Linked DNA regions of Oryctolagus cuniculus: region 1 is linked to region 2. Evidence: chromatin contacts called from public Micro-C data. All regions are on one chromosome and are shown on one strand. The core of a region is the stretch at or near the end of the contact, and the rest is flanking DNA. Distances in the headings are between cores, read along the strand shown. Region 1 holds the start of SENP3 (SUMO specific peptidase 3). Region 2 holds the start of KCTD11 (potassium channel tetramerization domain containing 11).

Region 1 (3,665 bases), core at 246-2,745, 180 kb before region 2:
GCTTTGCTTTTCGATTTCAGTTCCAACAGAGGTTGTCCGTTGAGAGCCTACTAAGGGTCATTTCTTTGCTCAGGGAGATGATCCAGCACAGGAACCCTGACATAACACTGAGGTGCCTGAAACACCACAAGTTCAGGGAAACCACGAGACAGTTGTTGAATGGGGGGTGTGGACCCGCTCTGCGGTCTCTCAGTGGGAACGAGGGTGCCAGGGCTACGGCTCAGGGCACAGAGTCTGATAAAAAAAAGGGGGGGGGGGGTTTGAACGAAACCGAAAAAAGAACGATGAGGCAGCCCAATCAAGGCGCTGGGCCAGAACCGCGCCGAGCGAGCTGAGCCGGCCCAGCCCACTCTCCCGCCTCATCCCCGGGGACCAGAATTGCGTCCCACCACGGGTATGGTCCTACAAGCTCGGTGTAGCAGGGCCCTAAGAAGTCCCTCCGGGGGGCTTCTTGGCCGCGGTTCGGTGGGAGCGAGACCCAGGAGTGGAAGGAGCCACGGCAAGGCTGGGGGAGGGGAAGGGGCGTCCTCACCCGGAGCGGGGAAGCCGGGCGGACGGGCCCGAGGGCGGGCGTCTCTGGCCTCAGGCTTCCCGGCTCATCTCTCCAGCGACGGCGGCGGCCCCGCCACTCCTGCTGTCCTCAGGCGCAGCCGCCTCACTTCAGGATTCCAACGCTTCTGGGGCGCGCGCCGTGCCGCCGCGCCGCCCCGCCGTGGCCGCCTCTCGGCTCTCCCTCAGCCTCCACCTCCACCACCACCGCCACCACCTCCCCCTCCTCCTCCTTCTTCCCCGCCCGCGAGCCCCAGGCCCACCGGCTGTGGCGGCGCAGGATTAGTACGTCACACCCGGCGAACGGCGCCGGCGCGGCCACCACGCGCCCAGTCCCACCTACCCGAGAGCGACCGGACCTCCCCGCCCCCGAGCCCTACGTAGGACTGCGCCTGCGCACTCCCGCTGACCTGGCGGCGCGTGGCGGCCCGGCCTCTCGCCCACTTGCGCATGCGTGCACCGTCCTACCTCACGCCCCGCGGCGTAGGCCTGCCTTCTGCACTCTGGCGGGCCTGCGCCTGGCTGTCCCGTCAATGGAGCACCCGAGAGCCCGATGAGCAGGGAGATTCTGGTGCAGGGACAGGCCTGAGGCGAGGAAATGGAGCCGGGGCTGTATCATCCCTTCATTCATTCAATTTATTCAACTTTAGGCAGGGCTTGAGCCGAAGAGCGAGCTCAGAGGAGGGAGGCAGGACCCGCGCGGGGGCGTACGATTTAGCCAAGGCTGCCGGGGGCCAGTCCCAGCCCGGAGAGGCCTCGGGTGAGTGCCTGCCACGCCACGCGAATGGAGAGCGTGAAAGGCAAAACGTGGGTCCCGCACAGAGCCCGTCGTCGTTGTCGGGCCCCCGCCGCAGACGGGCGCGTGATAGCGAGACCCGTAGGATGGCGGTGGAAGCGCGCGCAGCAGACGGAGAGAAGGAAGTGAGCCGGCGGCGTCTGGTGGAGTGAAGAGGCAGAGGGAACCGGGGTTTTCCCCGAGCGGAGGGCGGCTCCGTGGCCTGCTGCCAGGAGGCAGAGCGAGTCCCTCCAGCTGCCACTAGATGGTGGTGCTGTCCTGGATGCGTTCCAGCGGACCCGAAGGTGGCAGGTCTACACCATGCCTGGCACGGCCCCCGCCACCACAGACGCACACAAGAATTTGGTTGGGGGCTAAAAGCAAGACATTCTAGCTCTTTAATGTCCACTACGTCAAAGGCTGGGGCACTGGGAGTGGAGAGGGAAGAGGGAGGAACAGAGACTCGAGTCAAACCCCAGAAGCGGTCTCAGCCCCTTGCCCATGCACTGTCCTTTTGTCTAGTCGGCTCCTGGCTGTATCCGATAGGTACCACGCTGGTCTTCCAAGCTCAGAACCACGTTCGATAACACACAATCACAGTTTCACAAACCCCAGGAAGGTGCCATGTGGGGAGAGGCTGAATTTTGCCCTTGCCCGGGGAATTACGACACTCAGAATATCTCCTTGGTGTAAATGGAAGACACCTGAGAAAACAGAAATGCGATGCTCACTGACGGTCCCCCAGCCCTCTCCAGCCCCTCCTCTGGTCCCTGTAGGGTCCGGGGTATTGCGCCCGTCATCTCTCACATCTGCCTCTACACCCGGGCTTCCAAGTGTGTCTCCCTGCACCCCCAGGTCAGAGACGTGTCCTCACGCCCACCCCCTCGGCTGTCCACGTGGCTCCCACCTGCACTGTAGCAGCTGTTGTAGGCCCGATCCGGGTCAGAGGGCATACTGCATACACATCGGAATAGAGTCTCCTGTCTTCCCTGACCCTCCCGGGAGACCACCTGACCCATGGTGAAAGTCACATCATGAAACAGGACCTGGCAGGGAGGGGAGAAGTTGAAGAAGACCAGATGGCATGGTGCAAGTCCTGGGAGGCCTCAGGAGCCCTCACACCGGGGCCAGGGGAGGAGCAAGGGTCTCCAAGGTTTGGAGCAGAGGCCTGGGGAACCCTCAGCATCCGGGCCTGTAGGCTCTGGGAGAACAGCAAAGAGCCAGCCTTCGGGCCCCCGGTGTGAGGCTCAGGGGAAGTCTGGGGTTACCTGGCTGTACAGCAGATAAACTCCAGTGTCCCAGACTCGCACAACGTATCCTTGGGCCTCCAGGCCTCTGCCACGCCGAAGAGCTGGCTGCCACATCACCTCTGTGACATCAGAGTCCTCTGCAGATAAGCGGCGTGGTGGTCAGGATTTCTGGGCGCTCTCAGGCTCTTACTGGCCCTCCTCCTTTCACCTCGAAGATTCTCTTGGCCCAGGTGCCAGCCCCAGAGTTCCCAGTTCTTGCCCCTCCCCAAAAGCTCTGATTTAAGAGGTGCTCACCCTTGGAGGTGATGTTAATGGGAACAAGGTGAAGAAGTGAGCGCTTCTCTGAGGAGGAGAGACGGAGGAATCTCAGCAGCGTCCACCTGCTGCGGCTGCCCTGCTGCCCGCCCTCCACCCTCCCCCGGCTCCAGGCTCCAGGCTCGAGCTGACGGTCCCGGCACTGCTCGATCACCTCCCACCCTGCTGCACCCCGGAGGCCTCACTCTTCTGTTTCTGGGTGGGCAGTGCTCTCCTTCTCCGGGGTCTCTCCCCATTCACCCAGGCTTCCAGGGCATCGGGGCTCTGCTCATGGAAAGAGGGGCAGGGTTAGACTAGAAAGCAAGGGTCCCAGACCGCTGTCCTACCCCCGGCACTGGGAAAGCCTCAAATCTCTCATGCACCGTTCCTGGCACCCTGCGTCTTGGTGCTGGCTGGCTTCCAGGCTCTGTTAGGTACGAGAGGCATTAATCTTTAACAGTTTCCTTTCCTGGTATGGCCGCTCCCTCTGACTCCCAAACCCAGGACCCTCTCTCGCACCCACTTGGAGGTCTGCACACCAGGAGGCCGGAACCGAGGGGTCCAGAAACCCTCCTGCCGCCCATCCTTCTCCCCCAGCACCCTCTCCCCTCACTCACCTGCTCCCAGAGGCTCTGCCAGGGGTACTCGTGCCCCTTCTGGGAGGGCCCGCCACTCCTCTGCAGCCGGCTCACCTCTTTCCTCAGGCTTTGCAGCTCTGTTTGTTGGACCAGCAGAGCCATGGCACAAGCCACAGCCCCCAGGGCCGCCCCCCAACTCAACCAGAGAGCGACTGAGAG
Region 2 (3,654 bases), core at 34-2,533:
CTGGTAGAAGTCGGCTTCTGCCCTGAGAAGAGCTGTCTCTCCGTAGCCACGGGGCAGGTCCAGGCGGCCCAGGCGCAGGAAGTTGAGGATGTGTCGGAAGGCCTTGCCGTCCCTGTCGATGAAGTAGTGGCCCCCTCCTTGGGGGCTGAGGCTGGCGGGCATGGGCGTGTCCGCCCTAAACATGGCCCCCAGCATGGAGTCTGGGAAGCGGGTCAGGGTCTCCAGGGTGGTGGAGTATAGCGTTCCCCCCACATTCAGGGTCACAGGGCCCCCAAAGGAGGGGGGCGGGGAGGGCACAGGAGGAGGGGAAATTTTGGGGGTACAGGAGGCACCGAAGGAGAAGGAAAGATCGAATTCCCTGGGTGTGTGCAGAATTGGGTGGTGAGGTTCAGGCTAGGTTGGAGGCCCGGGAGGCAAGGCAAGGAGTTCACCCCGGCTACCTTGTGTGAGATGGGGTGGGGGCCTGAGGGAGGGCTGGCTTCAGGCACAGAGATTCCTGAAAGGCTGGGAGAGCAGCTAACAGCAGAGAGCAGTCAGAGAGGGGAAGGAGTTCTCAGTGCAGGCTTATCCGGTTTTGGGAGATATGCCGACAATGGGTTTCAGGAATCCCACTCAGCAGGTGACAGTGGCGAGCTCAGGGCCAACTCTTCGGAGGGTTCAGCTTCCGAGTTCCTGGGCAGATCAATGTCGCCGTAGACGAGTCGACGCAGGGCCCCGGGGCCGGTCGGTCGAAGGCCTGGCTTGGCTCAGGGCACGGGTCCCAGGGGATGGAGGCGGAGGCGCTGATGGGAGCGGATGGCCGAGCCGCCCTATACCGGCTGGGAAGCGACAATCCTCCGTCTGAGCTGGGAGTGTCCGAGGGCGCTGATGGAGGCTGGCGCGAGCCTCAGGACCCGGACGCCGCTGCCTTTCCCGGTTGTCGCCGCGGCCGCCGAGGTCCTCTCCGCCCCCAGGAAGTGGCCTAAGGGCAGCGGCCAGGGCCCTTTAAGAGACGGCCCCGCCCCCGCCCCGCCCCCCGCCCCCGCCCGGCTCGCGCCGCTGGGGTGGAGGCGGGGGCCCAGAGTGGCCGGAGGGACGGGGCGGACGCGCCGGGCGGGCGGCCTCGGGCGGGGGTGGGGTGACTCAGGCGCGTCGCCCCGGATGCGGCCGCGACAGCCCCGCAGGTGTGCTCGGCCTCACGTCTGGAAACCTGGCGGGGGCCGGAGTTCGCCATTCCTGCTCGCTAACACGAGCGAGGCCCGGCCATCCCCCGGGCCAGCGCCCAGTTTCCTCCCAGTGGCTCCCGTGGGGAACTCCCGAGGGGGCGGGTGCTGAGCAGCCGAATTCCGGGGATGCCTCCGGGCCGGGGTGGCTGGAGCCTGCTCTCTCCGTCCCGGCGCCGTGCCAGCTCCCGCTAAGGGAAGGCCGGCCCCCACCCCGCACGGGCGGCCCCTCGCGCCGGGACCGAGAGCCCGGGGCCCCCAGCTGAGGCTGAAGCTGCCCCCTCCCTCCCCGGGGAGGGTCACGAGCTCCCAGCCGACCCCTGCACCCTGCGGCGCCCCGAGGGTGAAGCCCAGGAAGCGAACCACGAAGGCAGAGCAAAGAACTGAGGCTTTAATGGGAAGGGGCTGGCGGTGGGGAGCGGCAGCCAGGGGTGCGCGGCCCGGAAGGCGGGGATCAGAGCGTGTGGAGGTCGTGACTCCGCCGGCTCAGCTTCTCCGGGTCGTCTGACGCCATTAGGGAGAAGTCCCGGAAGATGTCGAGATACGTCTCATCTCCTGGAGGGGATGCGGAAAGGCTGGGGAGGCCGCACAGCCCTGCCCGAGCGCGGAAGGGCGCTGCGGGGCAGCTGGGGCGGGTCGGGTCCGAGCACGCGCTTCCGCCGGCCGTGGGTGGAGGGACCTCGTGCATCCTGCACCCAGCACCCGCGCCTGTGTTTTGTGCCGCGGGCCTGGCACGTCAGATGCACCCATACATATTTGTTGAATAACTGATCGTATTAACCAATGCTGTTGGGTATAAGGGGGGAGGGACAGGTGACCAGGCGGAAGCCCAGGGCTCAGGCATGGGGCGTGGGGTGAGTGGATACTCTACCTGCCTGGCCCTGGGCGGCCTCGGCCTCCCTCATCTTTGCCAAGCGTAGCCTGGAGGAGAGGGAATTAAGGGATGAATGGCGGTCCCCTTGTTCCCCCTTCCCCAACCTTTGAGCTGGGTGTCTCATTCCCGTCTCCCTAGGGTCGGGTCTAGCGTCTCAGAGATGCCCGTCTGCGTGTGGGTCCCTGAGTGCTGGCTGGCTGGCTGAACTCATTCCCAGACCTTGCCAGCACCCCCCTTCCTAATCCTGAGTGCACCCTCTCTCTCGCTGGCCCCGCCCCTTCCCGGGCCCCACCTTTCACGCTCCAGTCTCCGCGCTAGCCCCGCCCCGAATGGATAGTCCAAGCACTAGCCCCGCCCCTCGCGCCGTCTCACAAGGTGACGATGTCAGCGTTGGCTGTTTCCATGGCGATGGTCAGAGGGTCCCTGCCTTCAGAGTCCCGGGCCCCCAGGTCGGCCCCCCGTTTCAGGAACAGGCAGGCAAGCCTGGAAACAATGGCCACGTTCAGAAGGCCCTCCCCTCCCCCGCCCCAGAGCCTTCCTCCCCAGGGTCGTCATCCCTACCCAGTGTGGCCAAGAATGGTAGCGTGGTGCAGGGGCCCTCGGCCCGCACTGTCTGCCTGGTTCACGTTCGCCCCGTTCTGCAGGAGAAACTCACAGGCCAGAAGAGAATTCTGCATCAAGAAGGGGAGGGGACAGGTCGGGGGTGTGGCATCTTTAGAGGTGGGTATGGTAATGGGGGGTTACAGCTGAGTGTCTAACTCATCACAGGCATTTGTTAAATCCAAAGTATAACAAAGAGAGTGCACTAGAGAGAGGTTAGTAACTAGTGTAACTAGTTCAGCCTCTCCTGGATTCCAACTCAGGTTCTCTGCCTCCAATCACACATTCCTAACACCTGATCTAGTTTGCTCATCTCTCCCTACAGCGTGGGGGCTTCAGGGAGCAGGCTGGGGGAGGGGTGAGGGAGACAGGGAGGGCTGCACGGGTCTCACAGCAGCTGTGGCCTGGATCAGTGGCGTCGCATTCTCCTGACCCCCGTTGACCCAGTTGACGTCAGCTCCGTGCGCAAGGGCATCGGCCATGGTGGGGAGGGATGGTGGGTGCCCAGCAGCTCGAAACAGCAGGGCCCCAGGGTGCAGGTTTCCCAGGTCCTCAGACGGGGGCTCTGTTAGGGGGAACGAGCTCTGAGACTGGGAAGAAAACCCTCCCCCCGCACAGCCCCCGATGCTGCAGTGGGGTGGTCGGGATGGTGGAGGCAGATGCCACGCCTGGGTGTGGGCCTGTGGAAGTGGCAGCGTGCATGTGTGCAGGCCCCTGTCGTGACTCACTGCATCCTGTCCAACCACCCAGACTGGTCTGGATGACACAGGTGAGCTGACTGCGCCAGCCAGAGTACTCTGCGGCCAAACTCACGCCCTCCTCCTCCCCTGCAGATCCCAGGCTCCGTCCCTGCCTTTTCTCAGGCTGTTGGCACTGGTTATTTGTCGCCCTTCCTGCCTGCTCCCTGCCCCACACTTTTTTCTTTAAGAACAGAACACTCTCCCTGGTAACCCCTGAAACTGTAGTCTGGTCCCCCCA

Evidence for each region. A called contact is a pair of places that touch in the nucleus more often than the background predicts.
Region 1: a Micro-C map of ear pinna shows a contact between it and region 2, with 2.8 times the contacts expected there. The contact joins the promoter of SENP3 here to the promoter of KCTD11 in region 2. A contact is called at or near these places in 2 of 6 Hi-C or Micro-C datasets (ear pinna and an unstated tissue).

Annotation. Positions count from the first base shown.
Region 1 is chr17:52,129,903-52,133,567 of mOryCun1.1, reverse strand. SENP3 (SUMO specific peptidase 3) reads right to left here and starts at 1,495. Exons shown (of 11, transcript XM_051825241.2): 1 at 1,018-1,495. TNFSF13 (TNF superfamily member 13) reads right to left here. Exons shown (of 6, transcript NM_001105676.1): 1 at 3,486-3,665; 2 at 3,075-3,153; 3 at 2,869-2,916; 4 at 2,593-2,711; 5 at 2,232-2,370; 6 at 1,700-2,028. The coding sequence ends at 1,919.
Region 2 is chr17:51,944,935-51,948,588 of mOryCun1.1, reverse strand. It overlaps KCTD11 (potassium channel tetramerization domain containing 11), which reads right to left and starts at 1,283. Exons shown (of 1, transcript XM_008270790.4): 1 at 1-1,283. The coding sequence starts at 195. It overlaps ACAP1 (ArfGAP with coiled-coil, ankyrin repeat and PH domains 1), which reads right to left. Exons shown (of 22, transcript XR_001795229.3): 18 at 3,069-3,241; 19 at 2,638-2,747; 20 at 2,369-2,559; 21 at 2,074-2,123; 22 at 1,573-1,757.